Regions from separate parts of the Sus scrofa genome. Here region 2 is linked to region 1. Evidence: chromatin contacts called from public HiChIP or PLAC-seq data. All regions are on one chromosome and are shown on one strand. The core of a region is the stretch at or near the end of the contact, and the rest is flanking DNA. Distances in the headings are between cores, read along the strand shown. Region 1 holds the start of RNF169 (E3 ubiquitin-protein ligase RNF169). Region 2 overlaps XRRA1 (X-ray radiation resistance-associated protein 1).

Region 1 (6,424 bases), core at 1,041-3,540:
CAACAATAAGAACAGCCAAAGGAAAATATTTTTCTTTATGTTCCTTATATAAACTTACAAAGTAGTTGGTGGCTACTAAATGAATCAATAGATCCTATTTTGGAATCTCATTTTATATAATTTTCCTTAAGTACTGATAAACAAATTTCTTCAAGGAAAAAGTGTGTACACATCTTCGAGCCATACACCCTCTCCTAGTTCAAATCTCAGAACTGCCATGTCACAGGGAGGTCCAGGCTTGGGAAATAAAAACAGAAATGTCTGTCCTCCTGGACCACACAGTCAACAGCACTAGCAGGGGGACCGGAGAAATACTCTTATTTTCTGACCATAATCTCGGAATTTGAAGCAAATTAAATAGCATATGAGATCATCACATGGCATCTACCAATTAGATGACGCCTGTGGAGGCCTTCATCCCTGATCTGAGCAAGAATCAGATGAAAATGGGTTTTCATCCTTGGGCAAGTTACTTAACCTCTCTTGGCCTCAGTTCCATCTGTAAAATGGAAACAAAAAATACTTATCTCATAAGGCTGTTATGAAACTTAAAAGACATAATAAGGACCAAAGACAATAAGACACAAATAAAAGTAAAGTATCCTAGGACAGTGGCAGGGGTCTGATTGCTCGAATCAAAAGAGACTGCATCCTGGAACCTGCAGTTTCTAGGGAAGTGCACGTTCATACACAAGCGATGCCTCCTTTTCGCTACTGAAAATAACCCATGGCAGAACTCTCACCACAAAGGTACAAGTATCTGGCCTTTCCTGATTATGTTTCTTGAAAATCTCTTCCTAGGCAAGCTTTTATCAAAGAACTCTAGCTGTTATGTTGACTAGGTGTGTCTCAGAGAGTCCCGAGTTATAACACTGATTTGTTTTGTGTTTTAAACAGGGCACTTGCTATGTCAAGCTCAGCACCGAAGAGTGGCAGGCTGCTGGCGGGGGTGGGGCAAGAAAGGCAAAGAAGTCGAAAGCAACAGTCCTACTACAAACTTTGAATTGCCAGGATAATAACCGGAAACCTACGCTGCCATGGAGACAGCCCCCGCCAACCAACCTCCATTTGCAAAACTTTTAACCCCCAACCACCTTTTTCTTGAAGAGCTCTACTAGAGATTATTAGTGTTATTATAAATGCCATCATGTATCGTTTCTGCTCGGTGCCAGGCTCTGTGCTAAGCATGCATTTTTCAAGATTCTGTGCAAACTGCACATGTGAGCTCATTCTCGCAACCCACTCTCCCCTCGAGTCTGAAAAGCTCCCTTCACATCCTCAAAATCGACCGGTCCCCTAAACTCCGGACACTCCACACTTCTCACTGACCCATTCAGGATCAGGAGTCGCATCCTTACAAGCAATGCCACGCCAAGCTCCTCACCAAACACTAAACCAAGCAAGCATTTCTCTGATTCTCCACGGCCCCTGCCAAGTTCGGTACCCCGTTCCACTCGCCAAATCCAACCTGGCCCTAACTTGTTCCAAGAAGGCTCCGGTTCCCTCCAAACTTCCGACTTACGTAAAGCGCGGGATCCCCTCACCGCCCCTCCAAATCCTGCCCGTACTTCGCTGCGAAGTTCAAAATTCATCCAAACAGACCGCACCTGGGCAGCGCCCGGTTGCAACCCCTCGAGACCTCTCCACGCCCGCTCGAGCAGGGCCTGGGACCCGCCACCCGCTAACCAGGCCGGGCCGGGGCGCCGCGGCCTCGCTCCGGACCCCAAGGGGAGGAGGGGAGGCTCCACCTGGCTCCGCGGGCGCGGCGCGCGGCTCCTGCTCCGGCCTGGGCCCCGCGACGGCCGCGCCCCCGTCCCGACGCGGGCGGCAGCGCTCCGGTGGGCCGCGGCGGGCGCGCTCGCCCAGCACCTCGGCGTCGGCCTGCTCGTCGTCGCGGGCCCGACGGCAGGCCCAGCCCGGGCCGCGGGCGCGGCAGCGCGGGCAGCCGGGGCCCGCCGCGTCGGCGGCGCGCTGGGCGCAGCCTCGGCACAGCGAGTGGCCGCAGGGCAGAGCCGCCGCTTCCCCCGAGGTCTCCAGGCACCCGGCGCAGCCCGACTCCTCCGGCCGCGGCGGTAGCGGCGGCTGCAGCAACGGCGGCGGCAGCACCAGCAGCGCGGGGCCGGAGGCCGGGCCTGGGGTTCCTGTCTTGGCTGCCGCCATCTCGTCACAGCGGCCCCGCCGACCCCGCCGACTCAGAGCGGCCGCTGCCGCCGCGGAAGAGGCCCGAGTACTCGGACCTGCCGCCGCCATCTTGTTTCCCGTTTGAAGGCAGAGTCCGTTGCGAGGGAGAAGAGTAGAGGGCGGGGCCGTGCGCGGCGGGCAGCGCCATATACATATTCATGAGGGGCGGGGCTCCAGAGGAGGCCCGCCCGGGACCGGGTTGGCGGGAGGTGAAGTCGCGTTAATATTTATTAGTTATCCTTCCTCTCTCCTGTCTTCAGCCTCGCTTTCCAGTCTTTGGCAATTTCCTCTTATTGAACCAAAATAAGTTGAGAACTGAGGAATTTATGTGTAAACGCTGAACAACATTAAACCTTCTGAAGCAATGACACTTGTTTACCCTGCAATACTCTGATAACGGGCTGACGTGAGTGGGGATTATGTGAATTATCCAGAACCCTGCCTCCGTGCTTCATTTGATGGGCGGTAGCTGTTGGGACCAGCAACTAACTGCCAAAAATAACAGCTTCTTGTCAGTCCTCATCTCTGCATACCCTCTCTCTCCACATCCCTTCCTGAAACTTCCCTCCCTTGGTTTGCGAAACCACACTTTCCTGGTTTTACCCCCACCGTCTCAGCTCTTCGATTCCGCTCTTGAGCCCTCTCCCTTGTTCTCGGCTTCAGTGTGGGTATTACTCGAGGCTCTGGCCTCAGTCCTCTCCTTACTCCTTTCCGTGCAGTGCCCATCCCCACGGCCCCCGCCCCCTCCGTACCCCCGTTTTCTTCCAGCTGAAACTCCTGAATGGGTATCTGCAGCCCAGCCCTGCATAGTCAACTGCCTGAGGGAAACATCATCTTGGATGCCTGCATCCCTCACGTGCTCAAGTCACTGTCTCCCACCCTCCTTTCCAAACAGCTCTTCTTATTTCCCTCATTCTATTCAAGGCACTATTTTCCCACTTCCTCAAGCGCCAAACCTGGTAATCTTTACTTCTGCCTCATCCCCCACATCTGTCGGTTTCCTAGTCCTGCCAGTTCTCCCACCAAAATGACCCTTTTCCCACCCCTCCCCTCCTCTTCATCCCATTCCCACTGCCCAATTCACGTGTCATCATCTTTTACCTAGATTATTGCAGCGGCTTCTATGAATTGTCTCCCAGCCCACAGACTCTTCCTCCAATCCATCCTTCAGAGGTCTCAGAGTCGCTTCCTAAAGGACAGCTCTGACCATGCCATTCCTTCTTGGCTGAGTCACCGAGTGAGGTGCTCAGACTTTGGTGCCAGCCCGCTCTTGGGACACAGAGGGTATGGGAGAAGCAATGGCTTCTCTCTGATAGAGACATGGGTTTGCTACAGCAATTCTCCCACTCTTTGCTTTTTTTTTTTTTTTCCCCTCAATAAAGTACATTTGGAGCAGGAAGGCATTAAAGAAATGGCATTTCCTGTTGGGAATCTTTATGGGAATGCACAAGTTTTGTAAGGAGAGAGAAATTAAAAAAAAAAAAAAAAAACCAGCATCATGTAATGGAAGGCATCAGAGACCCTGGGTTTCCACGAGATTGCCTGGAAACAGTGCCTGAGCTGATAGTAAACCAGTCCAAGGCAGAGTGATTGGTGGGAGTCAGAGAGCAGAGAAAAGACGTGGATTCCCAAAATGAGAACCAGATGGCTACAGCACGGTCAAGAACAGAAGAAGGTCAATGAGTAATTGAAGCAAGAGCTTGTGTGCACAGAGGCCCAGACCATCAGCATCCTGCCAAACACAGAAGCATGGCCTCAGCCAGACTGTCCTTTCTCCAGGGATCCTCTTTCTTTCACGTCCCACTTGAGGTTCTTGAGGACTCTTTGCCCACATTTTGACAGGGGAGGCCTGTGGTCCAGATATCAAGCCAATTACCATCAGACATGGGGTGAGCTGTTCACTCTTGACAAGCTGGGGCTCTTAGTCTGAAGTCTCTTTACGGGTGGAGAACCACCAAAATGTAGCCTTCACACAAAGAGAGGAAATGTCTTTGTGCAGAGGGAGAAAGCAAGAGTTCTGAGTAGCACCAGACCAAAACCCAGGAGATGGAGAATCACCTGTGGCCACCTTCTCCCTCGCACTAACTCGTATGATCTCAAACAGAAAAATTCTCTCTGGACCTCAGTCACCTTATCTGTAAAACAAGGGTATTGGGGAGTTCCCGTCATGGTGCGGTGGTGAACGAAGCTGACTAGGAACCATGAGGTTGCAGGTTCAATCCCTGGCCTTGCTCAGTGGGTTAAGGATCCAGAATTGCCATGAGCTGTGGTGTAGGTCGAAGGCATGGCTCGGATCCCACGTTGCTATGGCTCTGGCGTAGGCCGGCGGCTACAGCTCTGATTTGACCCCTAGCCTGGGAACCTCCATGTGCTGAGGGAGCGGCCCTAGAAAAAGGCAAAAAGACAAAAAAAGAAAAACAAAAAACAAAAACAAGGGTATTGGGATTCAGCAGTTCTCAACCCGGAATGCACCTCAGAGAGAGACACACACACACATATGCACACACGTATACAGACATAGGTCAGAGTCCCTTCTCAGATCTGCTGAGCCCCAAAACTGAGGGTGGGATGCAAGCATGTAAATATTTATAATGCCATAGGAATTCTAATGTATATGTCTAGATAAGACCACTACGATAAATAAATTCAAAAGTCCTTTCTGGCTCTAACATTCTAGAAGTCTGACTCCCCATTTCCAGTCTCTTCTTTCCTTTATGCTGTTGCTGAAGTAATCTCACTAAAGCAGGAGCTCTGGCAGAAGGCAGGGCAAATCTAAAACACTTGGAGAGTTGTTCACACGTGAGAAAGGGAGGGCAATGAGGATGGTTTTAAAGTGTCAAGCCTGGGAGCCTGAGATCATGAGCACGACGGACACCTTACGGAGTTCCCAGCGTGGCTCAGCAGAAGTGAATCTGACTAGCATCCGTGAGGTTGCAGGTTCGACCCCTAGTCCCACTCAGTGGGTTAAGGATCTGGCGTTGCCGGGAGCTGTAGTGTGGGGTTGAAGATGCGGCTTGGATCCTGCATGGCTGTGGCTGTGGTGCAGGCCGGCAGCTGCAGCTCTGATTCAACCCCTCGCCTGGGAACTTCCATATGCCTCGGGTGCAGCCCTAAAAAAACAAAACAAAGCAACAAAAACAAAGAAACGAAAACACTCGACAACTTACAAAAGAGTGTGACTGGCTGGGGAAAGCAGGCTGAAAGATGGGGGCATGGTGGATGTATTATTTCGCTTACCACTGGTGTCCTAAACTTCTTCCTCTTTAGGGGAATGCCTCATTCTACACAGTATTGCTGAGATGAGGGAAGCCAAACCAGGAAGCTAGGCTTCTCCGTGCCCTGGAGCAGCCAGAACATGACATGTGACCTAGGCTCGGCCGCCTGGCCACCCCTCTCTGAACTTTGAATCTTCAGAAGATGACACAAGGACATATTGACACGTTAAGAATTATTCACAGGAACAGAGAGAGGAGGCGTCCAATCACGGTGGGTCCCTTGGGGGCTGGGGTTGAGGGGATGGCCGCCGTGCCAGACTGTTCCTGAGGCATGAACTTAGCTGTCATGCCTGCTGCCTGGCCTTCCTAGGTTACAACCCATTTTCCCCACCTCGCTCTCCAGCCTCCCTGTCAACTCTTTGCATCTTTTGAGTGAACTCCTCTTTTTTTTTCCCCCTTACATTTCTCACAATTTCTGTTGTCTGCAACAAAGTACTCTGACTGAGATACTGATTTGTTGTTGTTTTTGTTTGTTTGTTTTTGTCTTTTTGCCTTTCCTAGGGCCGCTCCAGCGGCATACAGAGGTTCCCAGGCCAGGGGTTGAATCGGAACTGTAGCCACCGGCCTACGCCAGAGCCACAGCAATGAGGGATCTGAGCTGTGTCTGAGACCTACACCACAGCTCACAGCAACGCTGGATCCTTAACCCACTGAGCAAGGCCAGGGATCAAACCCGCAACCTCATGGTTCCTAGTCAGATTCATTAACCACTGAGCCACCACGACAACTCCCTGATTTGTTGCTTCTGAAGTGTCACCTGAAAATGCTTGTCAGGACTGCTTCCTAAGTTATGCAATAATCGGAGAAGCTTAGTCCAACAGCCCAGTGTAAAAGACGCCCCAGTGTTGCTTTTTCTCTAAGTCCCCTCCTGTGCCACAGCCCAGCAAGGGAAGGAGGACGCACACACTCAAATGCTGTCATCGAGGAGGCCACCTGGAATGGGTCACAGTCAGCCACACCTTCCAGCA
Region 2 (6,326 bases), core at 1,744-4,243, 140 kb before region 1:
CAGCCTGGTCGGGAGCCCAGTGGCCAACACTTCATGGGCTCTCTGGGGACTTGTGATTCTCTAGAGGCAGAACTCTGGACCCAGATTCTAACTAACTTGAATCTTGGGCATCCAGTTTTTCAGAATCGGGCTTCTGTTTTTTTTTTTTTTTTTTTTTTTTTTTTTTTTGTCTTTTTGTCTTTTTTTGTCTGTTGTTGTTGTTGCTGTTGTTGCTATTTCTTGGGCCGCTCCCGCGGCATATGGAGGTTCCCAGGCTAGGGGTCGAATCGGAGCTGTAGCCACCGGCCTACGCCAGAGCCACAGCAATGCAGGATCCGAGCCGTGTCTGCAACCTACACCACAGCTCACGGCAACGCCGGATCATCAACCCACTGAGCAAGGGCAGGGACCGAACCCACAACCTCATGGTTCCTAGTCGGATTCGTTAACCACTGCGCCACGACGGGAACTCTGGGCTTCTGTTTGGTTTGGCGTCTGGACCTCTGGGCCGATGGTCGTGAACAGACTGGGTGAACATGGTGTCTTTCGGCGAGCTCGCTGTGCCCATCCCTGTGAACAGTCTCTGGAGAGTTCTTCCCAACCCTCCTTATTCTTGTTCCGTCTGAACCTGTCCATCCTGTGGTTCAGTCCCAAGGGAAGTGCCATTGCTAAGCCAAGTCGTGAAAATTAAAAGGGGGCTGAGTAATTTAAAGCCGACTATCGACATGAAGTGGGTTGACTTACAGGAGTGGTACTGGATAGGAAGGGTTGAGTGCCCTGGGGGACTTTGGGAGACAAACACACCCTCTGTGAGGCAGTTGCAGGTGCTCAGGGCGAGAGGAAGAAGGATTCAGGCTCCCAGATTCTCAAGTCTAGTTCAGCCCCAGTGTATGTTAAGAGAGTCGGGAGGAAGAGTTCTTGGTTGTCGTGAGAGGGAACAGCAGCTAGAAAGTGCTGGATCTCAGGTTGAGCCCAACTGCTGCACCCGTTGGCACGTCCCTGCTCAGAGGAGGGGTTCATAACTGGAATGACAGAACCACAAGGACGTGCCCGGCGAGGAGGGGTTGTGTCCAGGCCCCTCTGACTTTCAGGTTCAGTTGGCCTCACCTGATGGTGGGGACATAGTTCTGCCTTCAGGTCTGTGTGCCTACGTGGCCCACTGGCCGGACAGTTTGGCAGGCTGAGGTCTGACTGCCAGTTGATTCTCGAGAGGCAAAACTCTGAACGAGGATGTCCCTGGCTTGGGCATCTTGTTTTTCAGAATCAGGCTTGTGTGCGTTGTGGCCTCTGGAAAGCTGGGCTGTGGTGGTGCATGGCGTGTGTAACGGCTGTGGTCCTTTGGTGGCTACCGTGCTCATTCCCGTGAACCATCCATGGTGGGTCCTCACCCCAGATCCTTATTTTTCCATCTCGGCCTCTCCCTTCCGTTCCCCACCCTGAGAGAAGAATCTGAGCTAAATCCAGTTCGTGTATAAAGACGGGCGGGGGCAGGCTGATGAAAGACTTAAGCAGCTGTACTGGGTTTGGCTGAGGGACTTCAAATAGTGGAGTTGTGTATGGAGGACTGAGTTTCCTTCCAACTCCGGGAGGGAAATAACCCTTTGGCAAAGAACCTGGTTCTGCTTTAGTGGGAGAGGAGAAAGGAGATCAGGCTGTCAGGTGCTCAGGTCAAGGTCAGACCCAGTGAACGATCGGGGAGTCAGGAGGAGGGGCTCTGAGCTGTTAGAGGGAAGGCCGCCCAAGGGCACCTGAGCGCCAGCAGAGCCCACCTGCTGCTCTGTGTTTGCGCTCGGCTCTGCGGGCTCAGAGATGGGCCGCAGAGTGGGCTGGCGGAGCCCCAAGGATGTGCCCGGCGAGGCGTGTTGGTCATGGGCTGCCTTTGACTCTCCAGACCCAATCGCCTCACCTGATAGAGGGGACAGTAGTTCTGACCTCACTCCCCCGGGTCACTTTCCCACTGGTCACGTAGCCCAAGGGCCAGACACTTTGATGGGCTGTCTGGGGTCTGATAGCCTTTCTTTCCGTTCTTCAGATGAGCAAATCTGGACCGAGAAGTACCTGACTTGAGATTTCCGCATGCAAGATTCCAGAGTCAGGCTTGTGTGGGGTTTGGCATCCGAAAATCTGGGCGGTGGTCATGAATGAATCGTATAAATTGGTAGTCCTTCGGTGGTCAGGCTGTGCACATCCCTGGGAACTATCTCTGGAGAGATTTTCTTATTAAGGAAGAAGAATTTCCTTATTCTTGTTCCATCTGAGCCTGTGGTACCTGTTGTTTACCTGAGGGAATTACCTTGGGTGAAACAAGCTCAAGAAAATAAAGAGGGGGCCGATTAAAGCCTGTTACCTGACATGAAGTGGCTTTGGCTTATTGAGTTAAAGAAGTGGGGTTGAGGAGTTCCTGTCGTGGCTCAGCAGTGACGAACCCAACTAGGATCCATGAGGACACAGGCTCCATCCCTGGCCTCGCTCAGTGGGTTAAGGATCCAGCGTTGCCGTGAGCTGTGGTGTAGGTTGCAGACGCAAATTGGATCCTGCGTTGCTGTAACTGTGGGCATAGGCCCACAGCTGCTGCTCTGATTCGACCCCTAGCCTAGGAACTTCCATATGCTCAGGGTGAGGCCCTAAAAAGAAAAAAAAAAAGTTGAAGGATTGAAGAGCGCTCCCTCCAAATCTTTTATTTCTTTCATCTGTGCCTATATCGTCTGTCCTTCACCCCTGAGGAATGAACTTAAGCTAGATCAAGTTCACGTACATAAATGAAGAGCTGATTAAAGACTTTTCATGACTCGTAATGGGTTCAGCTGATAGACTTACAATATTGGTATTGAATATGTAGGACTGAGTTTACTGGGAGACTTTGAGAAATAAATACCACCTTTCGGTAAAGCAGTTGCATGTGCTCGGAGGGAGAGGAAAAAGGAATCAGGTTCCCTTGAGTCAGACTCAACCACAGTGTAGGATCAGGTCCTAGGAAGGAAGGCTTCTGAGTGGTTGTTAGAGGGAAGGGCCGCTAGAGGGCGCCAGAGCGTAGGTTGAGCCCAAACGGGGCTCCGTGTTGGCCTTTCCAAGCTCGGAGATGTGGTTGGAGATGGGAATGCGAGATCCCCAAGGTAGTGCGCCCTGAGGTCTGATTGGTTGCAGGCTGCCTCTGACTCTCAGGTTCAAATGTCCGCGCCTGATGGAGGGAACACGGTTCTGCATTCCCATCTGTGGGTCACTTCCAGACTGGGAGAATAGCCCAGTAGCTGGACACATTGATAGGCTGCCTGGGGTCTGATAGCCTTTTGATTTTCCAGAAGCATGACTCTGAACCCGTGAATACCTGGCTTGAATTCAGTCTTCCATAATCATGCTTGTGGGGGTTTGGCCTCTGGAACTCGGGACTACAGATTTGAATAGAGAATGTGTGAAAGTGGAAGTTCTTTGATGGCACACGGCTTCCTTCCCTGTGAACTCTCTCTGGAGCCTTTCCCGCCAAGTTCCTTATTTGTGTTCATCTGAGCCTCTCTTTTCTGTTCTTCACGCCTAAGGGAAGTAATTTAGCTAAAACAAGGTCAAGAAAGTGACGAGGGGGCCCGAGTAATTTAAAGCCACTTAGCTGACTTGAAGAGGGTTTGGCTGATTGACTTAAAGTAGTGGTGTTAGATAAGAAGGACTGAGTGCCCTGGGAGTCTTTGAGAGAGAACTACACCCCTCAATAAGGCACACACTTGTGCTCAGAGGGAGAGGAAAAAGGAAATCAGGCTGCCAGGTGCTCAAGTCAAATTCAGCCACAGTATTTGCTCAGGGGAATAGGAAGGGTTCTGAGTTGCAATTAGAATGGCCACTAGAGGGCACCCGAGCACAGGTTGAGCCCAGCAGCTGCTCTGTGGGTCAGTCCAAGCTCAGAGATGGGGTTCAAGAGGGAAATGGTGGAACCCCAAGGATCCCAGCAAGAAGGGGCTGGTTATAGGCCAACACTAACTGTAGGTTCAAATGGCCTCACCTGGAATTCCCATCATGGCTCAGCGGAAATGAATCCAACTAGGAACCATGAGGTTGCAGGTTCCATCCCTGGCCTCACTCAGTGAGTTAAGGATCCTCCGTTGCTGTGGCTCTGGCACAGGCCGGCAGCTGTAGCTCCAATTAGACCCCTAGCCTGGGAACCTCCATATGCCGCAGGTGCAGCCCTGAAAAGCAAAAATAATAATAATAATAATAATAATGGCCTTACCTGATGGAGGGGACATAGTTTTGCCTTCACATCTGGGGGTTACTTCCACTGGTTGGGCAGACCAGTGGCCAGTTTGATAGGCTGTCTGAGGTCTGCCTGCCATTTGATACTTCAAAGGCAGAAGTCTGCATCTGGATATACCCATCCTGAGTATGTGGCAGGCACTTTTCCAGAATCTGGCTTGTGTGGATTTAGTCATCTGGAAAGCTGGGCTGGTGCTGTGCAAAAGCTAAGGCCCTTTGGTGCACAAGCAGGCCCCATCCCTCAGAACTATCTCTGGAGAGTTCTCCCCTTAAATACTGATCCCCCTCCCACCTGAGCATCTCCTATCTGTCCTTCACCCCTGAGGGAAGAACCTCAGCTAAACCCAGTTCATGTAAAGTAAGGGGGTGCTTATTAATTTAGAAAGGTTTTCTGCCATATAGCACTGGGAACTCTGATGGAACATGTAATGTGAGAAAAAAGAATGTATACATGTAAATAATAATAATTACAAAAAAGGTTTTCTTCTAGTGGGTGCAGCTGATTGACTTAAAGTGGTGATGTTGGATATGGAGGATTAAGTTTTGGGGAGCCTTTGGAAGAGACATAGCCCCATTTGTAAGTGATTGTGTTTAGTGGAAGAGGGTAAGTCAAATCCGGCTGTCAGGTGCTCAGATCATGTTGAGCCCCAGTCAGTGAGTCAGATGGAAGGGCTCTGAGTTGTGCTTAGAGGAAACAGCCTCTAGAGGGCGACACAGTGCTGGCAGAGCCCATTGGCCGGTCTGCGTTGGCGCTTGCCGACTTGGAGGTGGGGTTAGAATGGTGGAACCCCAAAGACGTGCCCAGTGAGGAGGGGTCAGGTACAGGCTGCCTCTGACCCTTCGGTCCAATGTGTCTTGCTTGATGGAGGGGACACATTTCTGCTGTCACCTCTACGGGTCCCTTTCAGACTTGTTAGCCCAGAGTCTAAACACTCTGACAGACCTTCTGGAGTCTGACAGCCTTTGGACGCTCCAGAGGCTGAACTCCGGACCCAGGAACCCCTGGCTTGATTTCGGGGCAGGCCGTTTTCCAGAATCAGGCTTGCGTGGGATTTGGCATCTGGAAATCTGGGCTGGTGGCCGTGAATGGATTGTGAAAATGGCCATCCTTTGGTGGTCAGGCTGTGCCCATCCTGTGAGCTGCTCTGGAGAATTGTCAGCGAAGTTTCTCATTTTGTTCCATCTGAGCCTCTCCCTCTTGTTCACCCATGAGGAGAGTTCCCTTCTTCAATCTTTTGGAAAAGTTTAAGCAGGATGGATATAATTTCTTCTTTGTATGTTTGGTTGAATTAGCCTGTGAAGCTGTCTGGTCCTGGGCTTTTGTCTGTAGGGAGTTTTTTTTTTAAATTACATGATCAGTTTCATTACCAGTGATCACCAGTGATCGATCTATTCAAATTAACCATTTCTTTCTTTTTCTCTCTCTCTTTTTTTTTTTTCTTTTGATCGGTCTATTCAGATTAACTGTTTCTTCTTTTTGCAGCTGCATATGTAGCATACGGAAGTTCCTGGGCCAGGGATTGAATTAGCACTGCAGTTGGGGCTTCTGCCACAGCCACAGCAACACTGGATCCCAGCCGTGTCTTTGACCTACACCACAGCTCACGGCAACACCAGATCCTTAACCCACTGAGCGAGGCCAGGGATCGAACACGCAACCTCATGGTTCCTAGTCGGATTCATTTCTGCTGCACTGTGACAGGAACCCCTCTCCTCTCTGATCTTTATGATTTCCTTCCTTCTGCTGTGAACTCTCACCGAGGTTTTATTCCTCTTTTTCTAATTATTTTAGGTGGTAGGTTAGGTTGTTTATTTGAGGAAGGCATATCGCTATGAACTTCATTCTAAGAACTGCTTTTGTGCCATCCAGTAGATTTTGTATGGTGGTGTGTTTTCATTTTTGTTTGTCTCAAGGTATTTTTTAATTTCTTCGTTGACCTATTGGCTTTTTTTTTTTTTTTTTTTTTTTTGCTTTTTAGGGCCACACCTGTGGTATATGGAGGTTCCCAGGCTAGGGGTCCATTTGGAGCTACAGCTGCTGGCCTATGCCACAGCCACAGCAACGAGAGATCCGAGACGCGTCTGCCACCTACACCACAGCCACAGCA

Evidence for each region. HiChIP or PLAC-seq counts read pairs in DNA pulled down with a chosen protein or histone mark.
Region 2: a contact with region 1 is called in an H3K27ac HiChIP or PLAC-seq map of alveolar macrophages, with 7 times the contacts expected there. The contact joins the enhancer-like site here to the promoter of RNF169 in region 1. A contact is called at or near these places in 1 of 5 promoter capture datasets (fetal skeletal muscle), 5 of 47 Hi-C or Micro-C datasets (blood, embryonic fibroblasts, fetal skeletal muscle and 2 more) and 1 of 2 datasets of contacts at active chromatin or transcription factors (alveolar macrophages).

The regions. Positions count from the first base shown.
Region 1 is chr9:9,065,642-9,072,065 of Sscrofa11.1, reverse strand. It overlaps RNF169 (E3 ubiquitin-protein ligase RNF169), which reads right to left and starts at 2,290. Exons shown (of 8, transcript XM_021062509.1): 1 at 1,749-2,290. The coding sequence starts at 2,250.
Region 2 is chr9:9,210,993-9,217,318 of Sscrofa11.1, reverse strand. The region is part of intron 9 of XRRA1 (X-ray radiation resistance-associated protein 1); the gene reads left to right. Among named protein-coding and RNA genes, the nearest start is that of SPCS2, 66 kb to the left of the region's middle. Within about 2 kb of position 2,993, at least 5 of the 83 cell types and tissues checked have an H3K27ac peak or open chromatin away from gene starts, as enhancers often do. A contact at or near this core is called in alveolar macrophages, where this site is marked.